2 separate regions of the Sus scrofa genome follow, and region 1 is linked to region 2. Evidence: chromatin contacts called from public HiChIP or PLAC-seq data. All regions are on one chromosome and are shown on one strand. Each heading gives the region's core, a stretch centred on a gene start, on an enhancer-like site or on the middle of the called end of the contact. The rest is flanking DNA. Distances are from core to core; before and after follow the strand shown.

Region 1 (4,385 bases), core at 460-2,959, 79 kb after region 2:
GCTAGGGGTCTAATCGGAGCTGTAGCCACCGGCCTACACCACAGCCACAGCAACGCGGGATCCGGCCATGGTCTGTGACTACACCACAGTCCGGCAAACCGGATCCTTAACCCACTGGGCAAGCCAGGGATCGAACCTGCAACCTCCTGGTTCCTAGTCGATTCATTAACCCCTGAGCCATGATGGGAACTCCTTTTAACCACTTTAACTATTTTTAAGTGGCAATTCAGTGGCATTAAGTTTGCTACAATCATCACCACTATCCATTTTCAGAACTTATTCATCATCCAAACAGAAACTCTCTGCTCGTTACATAGTGACTCTCCACTCCCCAATTCCCTCAGCCCCTGGGGAAACTCTGTGCTAATTCAAACTCTAGGAATTTGCCTCTTCTAGGTGCCTTATCAAAGTGGAATCATAGAGTCTTTGCCTGTTTGTATCTGGCTTATATCACTGAGCATGTTTTCAGGGTTCATCCATGTGGTAGCATGGATTAGAATTTCATTCCTTTTTGGAGTTCCTGTCATGGCTCAGTGGTTAACGAATCCAACTAGGAACCATGAGGTTGCAGGTTCGATCCCTGGCTCTGCCCAGTGGGTTAAGGATCCGGTGTTGCCGTGAGCTGTGGTGTAGGTCGCAGACGCGGCCCGGATCCCTCGTGGCTGTGGCTGTGGTGTAGGCCGGCAGCTATAGCTCCGATTCGACCCCTAGCCTGGGAACCTCCATATGCTGCGGGAGCGGCCCAAGAAATGGCAAAAAGACAAAAAAAAAAAAAAAAAAAAAGAATTTCATTCCTTTTTATGGCTGAGTAATATTCTGTGGTTCCATAGGTATAGACTACATTTTGTTCATCCATTCATTTGGTGATGGACCCCTTCAGGCTATCATGAATAATGTTCTATGAACATTGATGTGCAGATATCTGAAGTTCTGCTGTCAACCTCATGGTTCCTAGTGGGATTCCTTAACCCCTGAGCCACACCGGGAACTCCTCTGTGCATGTTCAAATACACGACCATGCACGCCGATACTTTAAGATACTTTGTAGGAGCCACCTGGCCCCGCCGCTTGGTTTTTTTCATGTCATTCCATGTTGTACCTGAAAGTCTCTGCTGTGTGCCTCGCTTCTCCATCCCCTGGACACACCTTGGGTTGGGTGTCAGTCCCAAACCCTCTGCACGGACAGCTTTGCAAACGGGGGCCACCGGCTCACCAGAGCGGAGCCATGGTGAGGGACATGCAAACTGGCCTTGGCACTGGGCAGGCCATGCTGCCCAGAACCATCTTCTCCATTAGTCTGGGCTTTTCCCAAGTTGCTCTGCACACTGGGGCAGCTGAGCCGTGAGCTGCTCTGGGAAGGAGGGCCACCCACCTGGCCTTATCCAGCTGCAGCCTGGCCGGGCACACCCTCCCCTCCGGGAATTCCTGGGAGTCAGCTTCCTCTGAAGTGGAGAAGTCACTGAGAGCTGGGCAGAGCCATGAGCAGCATGCGTGTGCGTGCGTGCGTGTGTGTGTGTGTGTGTGGTGTGTGTGTGTGTGTCCCGGGCTCTAGCAGCACAGGGCAGGCGGGTTTCTCTTTGGGGCTCTGAGAAGAAGCCTGGGGGGGCATCAAGGCGTGCCGAACCCTCACACACTTGGAAAGACCCAGCTTAGCCCTGGCAAAAGGCCACCTTTCAAGCCAAGGACCAGCCTGCCTTTTGCCAGCACCTTTTTCTGCAGAGCCCCAGGCAGCTGGTGGGAGAGTACAAAGAGGCCTGGAAAATCCATAAACTGCATAATCGGCCCCTGCATCTTGGCCGCTTGACTCTGTTTATTGCTTCCTGTCCCCGCAAGCCCTTTGCAAACAGAGAGGCTTTGAGGGGGGTGAGCTGGACGGGGTGGGTGGCCCATCCCTGCCCCACGGGTGGCAGCGCACAGCTCAGGGAGCAGGCAGCTCCCCAAAACAGGTCCATTCCTTCCCTTCTTTTCCACTGCTCACTGCCACCCCCAGAAGGCACAGGGGCTTGCCCGAGAGTGTGACAGGGGCCCTGGAGGAGGGCCGTCTCCCCAGAGGGCTGTTCACTTTCTAATTGACAAAGGACAAGGGTCTCCTTTCTATCAACTTCCTTAAAGGCCTGGAGGTTAAGCTCTAACGAGGGGCAGGAGGGGAGCCAGGTGAGACCTTAGCCTCTGACTACCCCTGCGAGGTGGGGAGGGGAGCTGGGGGTCCGGTCCCTGGGGTCTAGACTGTTCCAAGGACTCTGGGTCTCGCACGGAGCCGACTTTTTCTTGTTTGTGTTCCATGTTTAAGGACAGATTTCTTCTGTCGACCGACTTGTCTTCCTTCATGTCCTCTCAACTCCACTCCTCCTCTAGTTTCCAGAATGAACGAATTCACTTCGCTGGGAAAGGGACAGGGAGGCAGGGACTCTTTCAGGGAAGAGCTGCAGCCCCAGAGTTTACCTAGACCCTCACTGCTGGAGGGGGGCCTCAGTGGGGGGGGTGGGGGTGGGGCTTTGCTGTGCTTTCCTGGCACCTGGGAGACTCGTGACACCTGCCTGGTTGGAGGAGGGATGCTGTTTGGAGGGGCGGGCAAGGGAGGCGGTCTCCCGGGGCTGGGGCAGCCCCTCCCATCCAGATTAAGGGGGGAACTGTCCCTCTGCTCACCCTTCCATCTGCAGCCTCTCTGTCGCCTCCCTTTGCCTGGCTTCCCTGTGGGCCACAGAGCCCCCGATTTACCCCCCGCTGGAAGGCCTCGCTGATTTAAAAAGCAGAGGGCATGAGTTGGCCTGTGCTCTCTGTGTGGACCTGGCCGTGGGTCTGCTCATCCTTTTCTGCAGGGGGCCGTCCAAGCTGACTTCCACGTGGGCCCTCTGTGTGTCTGAGCCTGTGCTTGGGGTTGTGCAAGGCTGAGCCTGCCCCACCCTCCCAGCTCCTTCCTGAAAGTGAAATGCTACAGTCCTTGCTCAAGAACAAAGGCCCTGCATGTTAATGATTTTCAAGTGTGGCCACTTCCTCTTGCCTGGCCTAACTCACTCAGCTGCTGCCCTGTGGGCGGCGGCGGCTGCAGCGGTGTGGTTGGGATGCAAACACCACCTGAAGAGCCCAGACGGTGGACTTGGAGGCCCTGCTGGGGGCCTGCAGCCCGCTGGCCCTGGGACCCTGGTGGCAGAGAAGGCAGGTGGCTCAGCTGTCACCTGGGGCATGCCCCCTTCTTTTCTCTCTCCCTGCTCCACGAAGCCACTTCTGCTCCAGGGTGGCCCCACGTTCCCAACCCTTCTGGAGCCTCAGCTTCCCACTTTGCCCAAGGCAAAGGTCAGAGGCTCCCCATTGTAAGTGGGGTGACAGTGCGGTGAGTGGTTGGGAGTGTGGGCTTTGGGGTACGATCCTGACTCCACCATTCCTGGCTGAGACACCGCAGGTGGGTTATTTAACTCCTCTGTGCCTCAGTTGCCTCACCTGCAAGGTAACCCCTCCTGCCTCTTGCCAGGATTCCACGGAGGTAAAATGCCCAGCACGGGGCCAGGTGAGCCCCTGCTTTCGGGCACCTGCCATCCTAGAGCCTGGCTGAATGGAAGGGGCTTGTGGGACTTGCCCCCAGCCCTGGAAACAGTCAAGTGCCGGCACATGTAAAACACAGTCATTTGGGGCAGTCAGCATGTTCCGAGTGAGAGAATGATCTATTTTGGGGTTTTTAAATGACTGGGATCAGCAGACCTTGGCTACAATTCACAGATGTTTCCCACTGTGGAAGCTGGGTTTTCACTCCTGCCTTTCCTGTCCCTCTTGCCTCTGTTTATTTTACACACGCACACCTCTGGATATTTTGCACATGCACGCAGGTTCCCTCGCCCAAAGGTTGCAGGAATCCAGATTCGCTCCGTGTCTCTGGGCGGTGGGTCTGATCACCCCCACGGCGCCTCTGTCAAGGGTTCATAAGCCTTGAAGGATCAGTCAGTCACAGGTTTGCCACCTCAAGCATTGCTTGAGCACTAGCTGAATGCTCGTGTGGCCTTCGAGGAGTCGTGGGACAGAGGAATGTCTAGCTGCTTTTGAAAGGTCCCAGTGATTGCCACATCGTCTCCATCGTCACCTTACACCCCCTTAAGCCTGGGGGACTTGCAACCCACGTGTAGGCTGCGGCCATTCCGGCTACAAGCGGGCTCCCACGCAGCCCTCGTGCCCATCCCTCCTGTGCTGGGAGGGCGTGCAGGGTCCACACATACACGGCCAGAGGCTTCCCTGGGAGGGACAGAGCAGCTGCAAGTTTGGGCTTGTGGGGTGATTTGACACCGCCTTTGTTTGATGACTGTTGATGAAGCCCAGGTGGGCAGACCCAGTGTGTAGAGACTCCTGGTTGGCTCCGGCTGGAATGAGGAAAACGGATACTCAGGGGAGCAGGGAGT
Region 2 (3,902 bases), core at 385-2,884:
TTTTGAGTACTCTTTTCCAAACTTTTTCCAGAGAAAAATATCCCAAGATTTAACATTTCATCTGAATTTAAAAGGTCGTTAATTTTTCTCTTTAAAGGAGGGTTTGGGGAGCAATCAGGAACTCTGGTTTCATCTCATGGTTAGAAAGAAAAATTAGCCGTTTACACAGAGTTCTTTTGTGGTGCAGCCGGTTAAGGATCTGGCGTTGTCACCTTCGGTGCAGGTTCGATTCCTGGCCTGGGAACTTCCACATGCTGTGGGCACAGCCAAAAAAAAACAAAGCCATTTGCTTCAAAAAAAGTGATACTTCTGAATCCCAGCTCTTCAACAATGAGAACTGGACCGTTTTTCACTGGACATCTACTTTATGGTAGTGAGGAAAACCCTCTCCAGAGGTACTGTGAGAAGGCTCACTAGAGAAGGGTTTTCTAGATCCTGGGAAAAGATGTTCAAGAGAGTCCAGCAATATCGTCATTAGAAAAATGGTCTTCATTCAGTACTAGTTTTCATGATCCTGAAGCTTCACTCTCACCAGTTTGAAAGGCAGCAAAGTAGGAGAGGCTATACAGGGGAAGAGAAAAACTGAGGAGATGTAGTACTGAGACCTTGAAGTGAACATGTTAAGAAAGACAGGGAAGAAGCAGAGACTTGCATTTACTGAATGAAAACAAAAGAATATGCAGTGTCTAAGGTCAGAGCAAAAAGGTTTTCGCTTACCTAGTTAACTCCTTAAGTTTACATCTTAGTTCTCTCCTTATCTTATATACATATAAACTTAGGCATTTTATTTCTCTTTCCAAAAGTGACTAATGGACATTTGTAGGAGACTTAGGGGCCACTGTAGCAGCTTAGCTAAGGAATATAATCAGGAAACTATTTATTCATTTTCTGCCCCCCCACCCCACCCCACCCCCGTCTGAGGCTGACCAAGTCACCTGCTTCTGCCACTGATCCAAACACTGCAGAGCTTCTCATTCATCCCCCAGGCCTCCTGGCAGTGTCCAATAGAGAATCGCCTCTAAAAGGAACCAGACCAATGTTTTGCAGCCCCCACCCCCTGCATTCTGGTGACTGAGGGAAAGGGGTATACGTGTGTAGTGGATGGAAAGGAAACACAGACTGGCAAATTACTATACCTCCTCAGTCTCTTTTACCAATAGAATTCTGCCACCGTATTATTTTTATTGTGTCTGTATGGGGGAAGTCAGAGATGGTGACCTCGATTAGAATGTGACTTAAGAGGAATAAATGGAGCGGATGAGATAAGAGTCAGTTACGAAAGATGTTGAAGCCTTGAAATAATGTGACCATCTGAAGGATTTTTTAAAACCAGAGTTAATAAAAATATCATTGATAGTCTGCCCCCTCATTTCCCGCCACAGGAGACTTCTTGGACTGGAGGCACTTGTATAATAATAGCTTGTTTCTAATATTCCCAGTAGCTACCTCTATGTGAGGAATGGATAGAAAATGTTCAGGGCATCATCATACAAAGTTCCAGTAGCAGTGACGCCTACACGGAAGACTTGGAACTGCAAACAGGCTAGGGTCACCTCAGTGACATCTGACGCTGTCCAACCAGAAGTTCGATTTTTGTTTTGGGGGGTGAGGGCGCGGACTGTACTAAAAGACTGAAATAATTTGCCTATACTTTAAGAAAAAAAAATTTTTTTTTGGCGGGAGAGGGGGTGTTTGGTAGAATTTCACATCATATCTGGAGTTAAAGGGAAGATGGGGACGCTCAGCCCTTCACCCAAGAATAACCCAGCAATGACACCTCTACGCGTGGGAAGTGTCTCCCTCCGCCCAGGGAAGATCTGTGGCTGCACCCCAGTGGGATTCCCTGCTTGAGTTGGAAGGCCACTCAGAGTTAGATGCGTATCCTAGCAAGAGTGCGGAAGGTTTCGCTGAGATGAAATACCAGAGTGGAGAGACTCTCCAAGTCGAAGGGGCTTCCCCCAGTTTGGAGGTAGGGGCTGTGCTGCGCAAAAAAGGGCCTGACGAGCCAGGTGACCGCCGCCGTCTGTGCCTTCCCCTGAGGGTCTGATAGGGAAGCGATGCTGCTGGGCATCGGGTTTGAGTCACGAGAGCCGGCCCAGCCTTCCCCAGCGAGCCAGCGCCAGACCCTGGCGTCCTCCATCTTCTCTCCTGAGCTCCCCCTGTTCCAGCTGCCTGAGCCACGGACCGCAGCACCACACACCCCCGCGGGGGGGACGCCGCGCCCCATCCCCGCCCCCCGCCCCACCCCAGCCCCCCCGCGGGGGCCCTGACCCCACCGCCGGCGGGCCCTGGCTGAGCTCCGAGACGGCGAGCCGGCCGCGGGAACGCCCGGGAGGGGTCCGGGCCGCTGGGGGCGGCGGCGGCCGGGTCGGGGCTCCCCCCCGCCCGCGCTCGCCGCGGCGGTGGTGCGTCCCGGAGGTTACCGGAAGTGGCCGCGCTCGGCGCTGCCATGTTGAGGAGCCGCCGCTGCCGCTGCCGCCGCCGCCGCCGCCGCCGCTTTGTTGTCGCCTCCTCCGGCTGAGGAGGCTCCCCGAGCGGGGGGAGTGGGGAGGAGGGGGGTCGGCCGCCGCAGCCATGGAGGCCAACTGGACCGCGTTCCTGTTCCAGGTACTGGGGCCCCCCCGGGGGGGCACGGGGGGACAGGGGGGCCGGGCCCCGGGCTGGCGGACGGGCGCTCCTCCTCCCCTCCCTCCCGGCTCCGCTCTCCGGCCCGGCCTTAATCCCCCTTTGTTTTTCCGCCCGCCCGCCCCGGCGGAGCGGGGCTGCTGAGGTGAAAGGAGGCGGCCTCACGGGGTGCGGGGAAGAGAGCAGGCCTCGGGGTGAACCCCGGGCCCCCCCAGCACACACACGCACACACCCTTTCCTCCCGCCCTGAAGGGGAAGGGAGGAGGCCGGTCGCTGTCACCACTCGCGGCCCAGAGAAAGGAGGGCGCCGGGCCGCTGGATAGCGCGGTCCACTCGGCCACGGCGCGCCGGGCCCGGGCCCGCACCGTGGGGTGAGGGGGGTCCCCACGTCCTACTCAGTCCCCCCCCACTTCATCCATCTTCCACTCACTCTCCGTTCTTTTCACCTCCTTCTCCTCTTTTTGTGCGTGTGTGTTGACTTTCTGACACCCCCCCATCCCCGTGAATAGCGGGTATCCCTGGGCTCCCCGCCACTCCCTCTTCCCGCCGCCCCCCCCTCGTGTTTACACCATTTGGGGGGCGCCGCGAATGTGTGTCCCTTCCCCAAACTTTTTCACTGGCTTTACGTCTTTTCTTTCCCAAGCCCCTGCCGAGCCTTGGCAGCTGACACCCTCTCCCTCTGTCCAGCTCTCCCGCCGGCTCATTCAGCCCGGGGAATCCCCCGGCCGGGCGCGGGGAGGGGGGGCGGTGCGGGGGGGGGCCGGGACTCCGGGAGGCCCCACCTTCTCCCGGGGTGCGTTTCTCTCTCGTCCCACCTTGAACGTTTCCTCCCACCAAGTGGGGGAGACGGCAAGTGGAGAGAGCAAACAAAGTCCGCTTACAAAGCCCCCAGGATGAGTCATTCGTGGGGTGTTGGTCTTCACTTTTTGCAAGAAACTTGAAGGTGATTGTGGCCGATACGTTGGCCATCCTCTTGCCCGCCCACTTTAGGTGGAGACCCCTATTTGGAAGACCTAGGACTTATTTTTTTTCCCCCTGCTTCGTTACTATTTGCAAACGAAGCACTTAGTGTGCAGTAGTGATGAGCTCACGGGGAAACTTCCGAACTGGAGGAGGTTAGGAAGCTCGGCACTCTAAGTGCGTTCTTCCCGCCTCTCCGAGTTATTTTCCTTCTTTGAATAGCTTCGTCAAATCCCAAATGTGTAGCTTGGGCGCTTGAGACCTTTTGGAACTAACCAGGAACGGATGCACAATTTAAAAAAAAAAAAAAAAAAAAT

Evidence for each region. HiChIP or PLAC-seq counts read pairs in DNA pulled down with a chosen protein or histone mark.
Region 1: an H3K27ac HiChIP or PLAC-seq map of skeletal muscle shows a contact between it and region 2. The contact joins the enhancer-like site here to the promoter of VEZF1 in region 2. A contact is called at or near these places in 10 of 47 Hi-C or Micro-C datasets (adipocytes, alveolar macrophages, embryonic fibroblasts and 4 more) and 2 of 2 datasets of contacts at active chromatin or transcription factors (alveolar macrophages and skeletal muscle).

The regions. Positions count from the first base shown.
Region 1 is chr12:34,182,510-34,186,894 of Sscrofa11.1, reverse strand. No RefSeq gene overlaps it. Among named protein-coding and RNA genes, the nearest start is that of CUEDC1, 17 kb to the right of the region's middle. Within about 2 kb of position 1,709, at least 38 of the 83 cell types and tissues checked have an H3K27ac peak or open chromatin away from gene starts, as enhancers often do. A contact at or near this core is called in embryonic fibroblasts and skeletal muscle, where this site is marked.
Region 2 is chr12:34,261,538-34,265,439 of Sscrofa11.1, reverse strand. It overlaps VEZF1 (vascular endothelial zinc finger 1), which reads left to right and starts at 1,634. Exons shown (of 6, transcript XM_021067259.1): 1 at 1,634-1,969. The coding sequence starts at 1,913.